Regions from separate parts of the Mus musculus genome. Here region 2 is linked to region 1. The links are chromatin contacts, called in public Hi-C maps. All regions are on one chromosome and are shown on one strand. Each heading gives the region's core, a stretch centred on a gene start, on an enhancer-like site or on the middle of the called end of the contact. The rest is flanking DNA. Distances are from core to core; before and after follow the strand shown. Region 1 overlaps Cux1 (cut-like homeobox 1). Region 2 has its middle 16 kb from the start of Cux1.

Region 1 (4,376 bases), core at 858-3,357:
GTGGGAGACAGAGAAGCATGTAGGCTTGGGAGAAAAGGCTGCTGGGAGAGCGAGCCCTCTGTTCCCTATCCACACTGTGACCTCCAGGGCCTCTCTTGTACAGGGGGCATAAGGACAGCTGCATTACTGAGAGGCTGTGGAGAGGTTGGAGTGAGTGTGGAGAACCGTCCCTGCAAGGGCTGGGAACGCTCAGCAGAACCCCGTGTACATTTCCTGAACAGCGTTGGTCTGAAGTTTTGTCAATTTATAGGATACACACTGCTTGTCAGTCATTCAGACCGCCGACCATCCGCATTTAAAAAGAAGCCACACGGACTGGGGGATATAACTCAGCTGATAGGGTGCTTGCCCAGGATCCACAAGGCCCTGAGCTTGATCTTCAATACTACAAGAAACAGGTGTGGCGGCACATGCCTCTAATCCCAGCACTTGGGCGGTGGAGGCTAGGCAGAGGAGGAGCTAAAGGTCATTTTCAGCTGTATCCTTAGAGGCCAATCTGGGCTCCCCAAGACCCTTGCAGGGGATGGGGGTACAGGTCAAAGGCAACAAGGCCACTTGGAGCCCTCCACCCCCATCCCTAACTGCTGCTTTTGCAGTCATTTCAGCTGTGCGTCAGCTGGGACTGCTTGGCTGGCTGTGATAGGGACAGTGGCAGTAAAGTTTTCCATGTGTAGGCTTGAAGCAAAATGTAATTAGCCTTTATGCACAGAACAAGGCCCCATTGATGAGTACAGCTGGTCTTTGTTTGGTCCCATCACTGAGAGTGGGAGGTAAAGTGTTCTTCTTCATGTTTATTAATGCAAGATTCCGTAGACAAATGGCAAGCACAGTTTAATATTTGTTGGAACACAGGGGGGCTTGCCAAACAGTTGTTGTGTGAGCGGATTGCAGGCCCTCACATTATAACCATTGCTGGGTTAAATAAATGCATTATTTCTGCCTTTTTTTTTTTAATGTATCTCCTTCTCAAAGGGTCACCTTGAAGTTTCATTCTCCCTGTGTCCCATGGCAAATGCACATGTAGCACCTTAAGGACCTTAAAGTGACATCTTAGGAAGTCTGTCAGCATGTATTTTACTGTTCTCACGGTTCCCTGGGGCTGTCTTCAGCAGGCAATGGCCATCACCCTGAGAGGGGCCTGGTGGCTCACACTGCCACCCACTTCTCTCCACCTCTGTTGCATAGTTGCATGCTTCTTAAAAACCGTGTGTGTGTGTGTGTGTGTGTGTGTGTGTGTGTGTGTGTGTTTGTACACTATATTGTGGTGCACACATAAAGGTCAGAGGACAACCACTTCTCTCCTTCTACCATGTGGAGCCCAGGGATGGATCTCAGGTCACCAGGCTTGGCAGAAAAGCACTTTTATCCACCAAGCTTTCTACCCAGCCCTAGGCTTTTTATTTCCGTTTTCCCTCCACAGTGGACCCAGGGTGGAGGAGGAGGGCCACGGAACACTTTGCAGACCACCAGGGCAGATTCAGTGCAAAGCAAGTTTAAATTGTGATGAAATGCTCTATCCCTTCTAGCTAAGCCACCTTAGCTAGAAGGGTGTGGCTTGGTTGCTGGAGTCCTTGCCTACCTAGTTCGCAAGTGTGAAGGAAGCCCTGGATTTAATCACTATCACTCAGGAGGTTAAGGCTGGGAGAGATCACAGGTTAAAAACAAAGTAGTCCGAACTACAAAGCAACTTTGAGGCCAGCCTGGGCTATGTAAAGTCCTATCTCAGAAAACTAAAACAAAATCAATCTCGTAAGAAAGATGATTATAGCATAATAGAGTGTATGCCCGATGTATTCAAGGCGCTCGGTTCAGGGAAAGAAGAGAGAGAAGACTGAATCCTAAGGCAAACATAATCTTTCTATATCTAAGGTTACTCTAAGTTACTCCCAAACTTTCCTACCAGAAAATGTCGTATTTCTTAATACTTCTGCATGTTGTATTCTTCACCTCTGCTTGTCTTTAAGAAAAGACATTATGTATGCAAATGCTCCCATAATACATTACAAAAGCAACATTGATGAAGAAATGCTGTGTTGTTTGTACAGTTTATGACAAGCGTGTATCACACCCTGCAGCAGGCTCTGAAAAAGACAAGACTTCCTGTTAGTAGCTGATTGCTCAGAGAACTCCAACTCTGATTTGCAGGCCTGGGGACCTCTGTGCTCCAGCAGAGGACAGGAGGCAGGAATTGAAAGAGGAAGCCAGAGGCTCCTGGCATAACTGTCCCATGGGAAGTATGAGTGGCATGCTGGTGAACAGAGGAGGCAGCAGCCTGTGTATAGATGTGTCTGAACTATTACATGGTGGATTTTCAAATGTCACCACACTTGCTGTTTGTGGCAGTCCTTGAGAAAGCCTGTACTATGTTAACTGCATGAATGAGGTGTGGACAGGCAGCACCCAAGCAGGCTGCTGCCTCCTCCTCTCAGCTTGAAGTAAAGTACTGTTGCATGCTTAGTGCCCAAGGAGTCCAGTGCGGAGCATCAAATCCTCCGCAGCTAGAGACACAGATGGGTGTTTGCTGCCATGTATCTACTGGGAACTGAGCCTGGGTCCTCTGAAGAGTGACCGATACTCTTAACTGCTGAGCCATCTCTCCAGCTGCCACACCTTTTGTTTGCTTGCTTGTTGGTTTATCAGTGGTATTTTGAGACAGGTCTCACTGAGTAGCCTTGGCCAGCCTGGAACTCACTGTGTAAACCGGGTCTTAGACTCGTGAAGATCCACCTAACTTTGCCTCTGCCTCCTGAATGCTGGGATTAAAAACATAAACATACACTGCACATCCAGCCTTTGCCACGTGGGAAGGCACCTCATTCTGTAGCTCAGACTGGCCCTGAACTTTACGTAGCCAAGGCTGGCTGTGATACTCCTTATACATATACCTCAGTAAATTTGGGAAGACCAAAGGGAGGTCCTGAAACCTCAGCAGCACTCTCTCCCTGTCACTTTAAGAAGGTAATTGTTTTCCATCTTTCTCATGAGTCATCAGTTTCCAATGTGAGTTGCTGTAATTATCTTGGTTGGATTAATTTCCCTAAAAACAGAGAAGCAAATTCTGTCTAATTTTTGAGGATTTGGGCCTGAATAAGAGTTCAGTGGGAACAATCTTATTTCCAGAGGCGTTAGTGCACTTGGTAGGGTTCCATCCTTGCTTCACATCTAAAACTCAGTGTTGGAGCGTCGCCAGGGGCTTTCCTGTTCCAGTCTCCTCGGGGGGGGACTAGAAAGAAGAGGCTGGCTTTGTGTGTCCAAACGCAGTAGACACTTGATTATTACTCTGTGCATGCGTGTGTGTGTGTGTTTGAATACAAGCCTGTGCCTTTGTATAAAGATGCACATGTGTAGGTACATATAGAGGTTAGAAAACAACCTCTCTGTCTTTCCTCAGGTGACCACCACATACACACACACACACACACACCTTTTTTTTTTTTTTTTTCAAACAAAGCCCTTTAATACCCTGGAACTCACCAAGGGAGCTAGACTATCTGGACTACAGGGCGAGTCTCTGTCTGCTTCCCAGAGCTAGGAATTCAAGTGCACACCACTGGGCTCAACCTTTTCTTATCATAGGTTCTGGGTGTTTTACTTGGTCCTCATATTGGAACAGCAAGATGTTTACCAACTGAAGCATCTTCCCAGCTTGAACTCTGTCTACATTTTGAAATTTGAATTAGTTGCCTTTTAGGTGCTGGTACTATGGGGACCAAAAGTTTCATGGTCAAACTATTCCACAGCTGTTAACACCTTAATAAACATGTCCCTTGAAGTTTACTTTGGAAGCCAGGCTGTGAACACCTTTAATCTTAGCACTCCAGAGACAGAGGCTAATGGGACTCTGAGTTCAAGGTCAACTTGGTCTACATAGGAATTCCATGATGGTGTTACCCCTGTGCAGGTAGTTGTATAAGAAAGCAGGCTAAGCAAGCCAGTAAGCAGTATTCCTCAGTGGTTCCTGCCTTGAGGTCCTGCCCTGACTACCCTTCAGAATGTACTATAAGCTGTGAAATGAAATAAATCCTGTCCTAGCCAAGTTGTTCTTGGTCACAGTAACAGAGAAGCAAACTAACATAGTCAGTAATCCCACAGTCACTATAATTTAGTGTAGATATGCCATATTTGTGCAGGCCCCATGTGTTAAAGTGTGAACAATTCATTCAGTGTATGAGCCACTCCTAGCTCACTGTGACTGATTCTGTGGGGGCAGGACGATGTGCAGAAGACCCAGTATTTGGTGTCCAGGTGAGCTCCAAATGCAAATGTCTTGGAGAATTCAGGTCTTCTGGGCTGGTTACATTCTTTATTTAAAGAGAGATACTGGACACTTAGATACCCACCAAGGACAAAAAGGGTCCTCATTCTAAGATAGCATG
Region 2 (4,376 bases), core at 760-3,259, 230 kb before region 1:
ACATCATTTGGATTCTTTCTTACTAATTTTTGTTGCTGTGGCAATAATTGTCTATTATAATTTCCAATATTGTTGCTGACATCGAAGTTTACAGACATGATTTGGTTGCTGTTGGATCACTAGCAAGTTTAGTACCTGATGTGAGCCATGATGTAAGTTTGTTCTTCCAAACTTAGCACCTAGTTTCATCCTTGATACCTGTTGGAGATACTGGGCTTTTGTTTGTTTTGTAGTACCGAAGGTGAAATGGGGTCTCACATCTGTAAGCAAACCCTCTACAACTTTGTCATATCCCCAGCCCCTCACTGGGTGTTCTAGGAAGGGGATCTACCACTGAGCCACGCCCCCAGCCCCTCTCTGGGGGATTCTAGGCAGATGCTCTACCACTGAGCCACGCCCCCAGCCCCCTCCCTGGGGGATTCTAGGCAGGGGCTCTACCACTGAGCCACGCCCCAGTCCCTCACTGGAGGATTCTAGGCAGGCACTGAACCATGCCCCGAACTCCTTTTGAAATTTATATTTAAATACAAAGGTTTCATAAAAATTTTCCGGGCTATCTTTGCGTTTACTCTGTAGTCCAGGTCGTCCTTGGGGTTGCTATTCTGTTAGCCTCTTGAGTACATAGAATGACAAGACTTTGCCACTAGGCCTGTCTTTATCATGTATGAATGGATGGCTTGCCAGGGAAGCTTAACCTCCCAGGCTAGAGCTTGCTGGCTAGACAGCTAGCCGGGAGGAGGCAGGAAGTTCCCGTCTGATTTCCACAGTGTTTTTGAAGTGCCGGCTGTCCTTTGGAGCTGCTTGCCTCCTGGATGGTTGTTGCAATCTTGGCCTCGGGACACAAAACAAGGAGCACTCAGTTGCCTGGTGGGATGTGAGGTGGTAGGTGGGAAGACTGGTTTATTAGGCTTCTGGGTCTTTGGACTTGGAGCAGCTTTGGTGAATCACTGGACCTCTGGGGAGTTGGGGAGGTGAGAGTCCAGAGGCTTAGGAATCTGGGAAAGACAAGTCCATTGCCATGGTTACAGCCAAGCCCAGTGCACCAAAGGGTGTGTGTATGGAGGAGGAGTCAGGACAAGACACTTCTGCTCAAACAAGGAGGGGAGGTTGTCCAGGAAGTCCACTTGAACCTCTGTGATTTACTCTTAACTTACAGGATATTAAAGGGACCTTGACTCAGAGCCCTCTAGCCAGACTGAAAACTACCTATGACCTGAAAAGGCTTTTTCATGAGTGACAAAACTAGCTTACCAGCAGTTTCCCCTGAGGTCAAAAAAGCTGCAGGCTTCTGTTGATTTCATCACCATCCATGAAGGCAGGTGTGTGCGGTCACTTCAGGCCTCTCTGCTCCTTCTTTGTGAGTGGATTGAGAGAGGTGAGAATAGGCAAGAGCCCTGTTCTCATCTAGGAGGCATCTTTTTCTTTTGTCTTCTTCTTCTTTTTTTTTTTTAATTAGGTATTTTCCTCATTTACATTTCCAATGCTATCCCAAAAGTCCCCCATACCCACCCCACCCCCACCCCCTTTTGTCTTCTTAATGTTACTCAGGATGGAACCTAGGGCCGCCCATACAGGATAAGCAAGCATTCTTCCACACACCAGAGAACTATAGGCAGGAGCTCTACCACTGAGCCACGCCCCCAGTCCCTCCCTGGGGGATTCTAGGCAGGTGCTCTACCACTGAGCCACGTCCCCAGCCCCTCCCTGGAGGATTCTAGGCAGGGGCTCTACCACTGAGCCACACCCTACCACTGAACCAGACCCTCAGCCCCATCACTGGGGAAGGGGTTCTAGGCAGGAGAGTGGAGAGTCCTAGACCAGCCTAGGCTATCTCACAAGACCTTGTCTCAAAACACAAAAGTCTGAGCTATGACTATTGTAAGACACATTTGGCCTAGTGAACAAAATTAATTGTTGCTATGACAAAAATTAGGCACAATTAGTGAGCAGACATACTGAAGGAAGGGTGTGGCCAAAGATCCCTTCAGGAATGAGGAAGAAGAAGCAAAACCGAAACTGGCTGAGAGCCAGACAAAGTGGCACTTGCTTGTAATCTCAGCACTCAGGAGGTGGATGCAGGAGGATCAGGAGTGGAGTGTCAGCATGAGTTACAGGAGACCCTATCTCAAACAAGAGTGTCTTGTGCCAGGCCTAAAGCTTTCAGTATAGTAAGTAACTTAATTAATCCTAGCAAAAATCCCACAGGGTCCTTTTGATAATTATGAGGAGGCAGAAGCTGTTTTGTTTTGTTTTATTTTGTTTTGTTTTGTTTTTGACAAGGTCTCATATACTTCAGGGTAGTCTTAAATGCTCTATACAGACAGGATAACCACAACCTCTGTTTAAAAATTAAATTCTTATTTCTGTGGATGCACATGTGTTTGTGAGTATGTGCATCTAAGTGCAGGTTCCTGTGATGGCCAGAGAGGGCGCTGGATCCCTAGGAGCTAGAGTGTAGGTTACTGTGAACAATCTTATAGGAGTATTGGCAACTAAACTGAGATTTTCGCCCAGAGTAAGTGTGCTTAATTGCTGAGCCACCTCTATAGCTTCTGACCTTGAACTCTGGATCATCCTGCCTCTACCCCTGAGTGCTGGGATTATAGACATGCACCATGCTAGGTTTATGCATGTTGTAGATGGAACCAAGGCTTTATTTATGCCTGCTGGGTAAGCAATCTACCAACTAATGCATGGCCGCCCCCACCCCACCCCTTTCTTTTTTATCCCAACATTGGGAATTAAACCTGGGATATTGCATACACTAAGTAAGCTTGATCTATCACTGTGCTACATCCCTAGCCTAGAAACTGTATGCTTTATTTTATATCTATATTCCAGGTGTAGTTGCACACATATTTAATCCTAAGCATTGTGAGGCAGAGGCAGGCTATGAGTTCAAGGTCAACCTGGTCTACATAGCTAGTTCCAGGCCAGCCAGAGCCTCATAGCAAGAGACCCCCAAACATATCAAAACCCTTTACATATTTTTTCCTTTAACTATATTTTATACATATGAGTGTTTTGCCTGTACAAATGTTTATTCACCACATTTGAGTAGTGCCCTTGAAGGCTAGGATGAGGTGTTAGAGCCACTGGGACTGGAGTTACAGACAATTATGAGCCACCAATACGGGTGCTGGGAAATGAAACGGGTCATCAGGAAGAATAACCACTGAGCCACCTCTCCATCCCCCGAGACTGTTCTTAGCTCTTCACTGTTTCACCATCAGTATGGGAAGAGCAGTTTATGTTAAGTTAGTACTGAGGACACTGAGGTAGACCGGTTAGTAACCGATTCAAAGTTACCCAGGGAACACGCTGCCCGCATAGTGTGTGGTTCATGCCCCACCGTTGTTTGTGCCTTCTCAGGGCTCAGAGACACAAGAGCACCGAGCTCTTTTTGCTTCAGCTGCAGCAATAGCTGCAGCAGTAACAACCTGGATTGTTCCAGGGAGCCCGGGTAGGCGGGTTTTTAAGGAGAGGCAGTGACAGGAAATTTGGTCTATTGTTTAAAAGAAGAGGTGCAAACAAGTCCTGGACTTTGAAGTGCTGAATAACAGATTCCTCTGGGAGCAGAAAGGCGAGAAGCTACAAGATTCCTGAGCTGGTGTCAAATGCACCGCTCTGAGGACGACGGGGAAAGGGGGGTGGGGGGGTGGGATGTGGTGACCTTAGGAGAAACTGGGGCAGGATTTGAGACAAATGGATCTTAAATAAATCAGGCTGCATCAGAGGACAAGGAAGGAATATGGGGCCACTTTTTCTCCCCCACCCTTTTTCTTTAGGAAGCTCGTTTTTGAAGAAAAAGAGTGTGCAACTCAGGGAGTGGGACGCTCCCTAGTAAAACACAGAGCGATTCCAAAAGCAAATAGAACCAGACTTTGCCACCCGCTCCGACTCAGGTGGTAATAAAACTGGTGATCTGATCAACCGTAGCTTGTGTAAACTGATCCTGACTCCCACTCACGAGCCCGTATTAAATTGAGGAATGCTGAAAAGCAGAGATACCCGTTTGAAATTAGTTCCAATTGGTTCCCTAAACTGCCCGCCTTGAACTCCCATATCTGCGACCCCTCCCTTCTCAAGGTGGAAGCCAGAGTAGGCTAGTTAATCAGATTCTCCCACCCTTGCCAGACAGTCCATTAAATCAGACTCCCCTTGCGTGAGGAAGAGCGAACCTTGGGCAATTATTAAGTAGATTCTCAATGACGACTAGGAAAACAGCCTCTTCCAGCCGTCTAGATTGCCAAACCGCCAACCCCGCTGTACTTAAGGGGGACTTTTGACTCTCCTCATCGTCTTTGCAATCAATGGTTCATTCAAGAGCAAGGTCAAGCTATCCATTTTTATGATAGATGCCCTGGACCAGAGTG

The links. A called contact is a pair of places that touch in the nucleus more often than the background predicts.
Region 2: a contact with region 1 is called in a Hi-C map of bone marrow-derived macrophages, with 15 read pairs. The contact joins two enhancer-like sites. A contact is called at or near these places in 1 of 484 Hi-C or Micro-C datasets (bone marrow-derived macrophages) and 3 of 9 other capture datasets (adipose tissue, embryonic stem cells and liver).

What each region holds. Positions count from the first base shown.
Region 1 is chr5:136,353,717-136,358,092 of GRCm38.p6, reverse strand. The region is part of intron 8 of Cux1 (cut-like homeobox 1); the gene reads left to right. Among named protein-coding and RNA genes, the nearest start is that of Mir721, 20 kb to the left of the region's middle. Within about 2 kb of position 2,107, at least 16 of the 459 cell types and tissues checked have an H3K27ac peak or open chromatin away from gene starts, as enhancers often do. A contact at or near this core is called in bone marrow-derived macrophages, where this site is marked.
Region 2 is chr5:136,581,499-136,585,874 of GRCm38.p6, reverse strand. No RefSeq gene overlaps it. Among named protein-coding and RNA genes, the nearest start is that of Cux1, 16 kb to the right of the region's middle. Within about 2 kb of position 2,009, at least 61 of the 459 cell types and tissues checked have an H3K27ac peak or open chromatin away from gene starts, as enhancers often do. A contact at or near this core is called in bone marrow-derived macrophages, where this site is marked.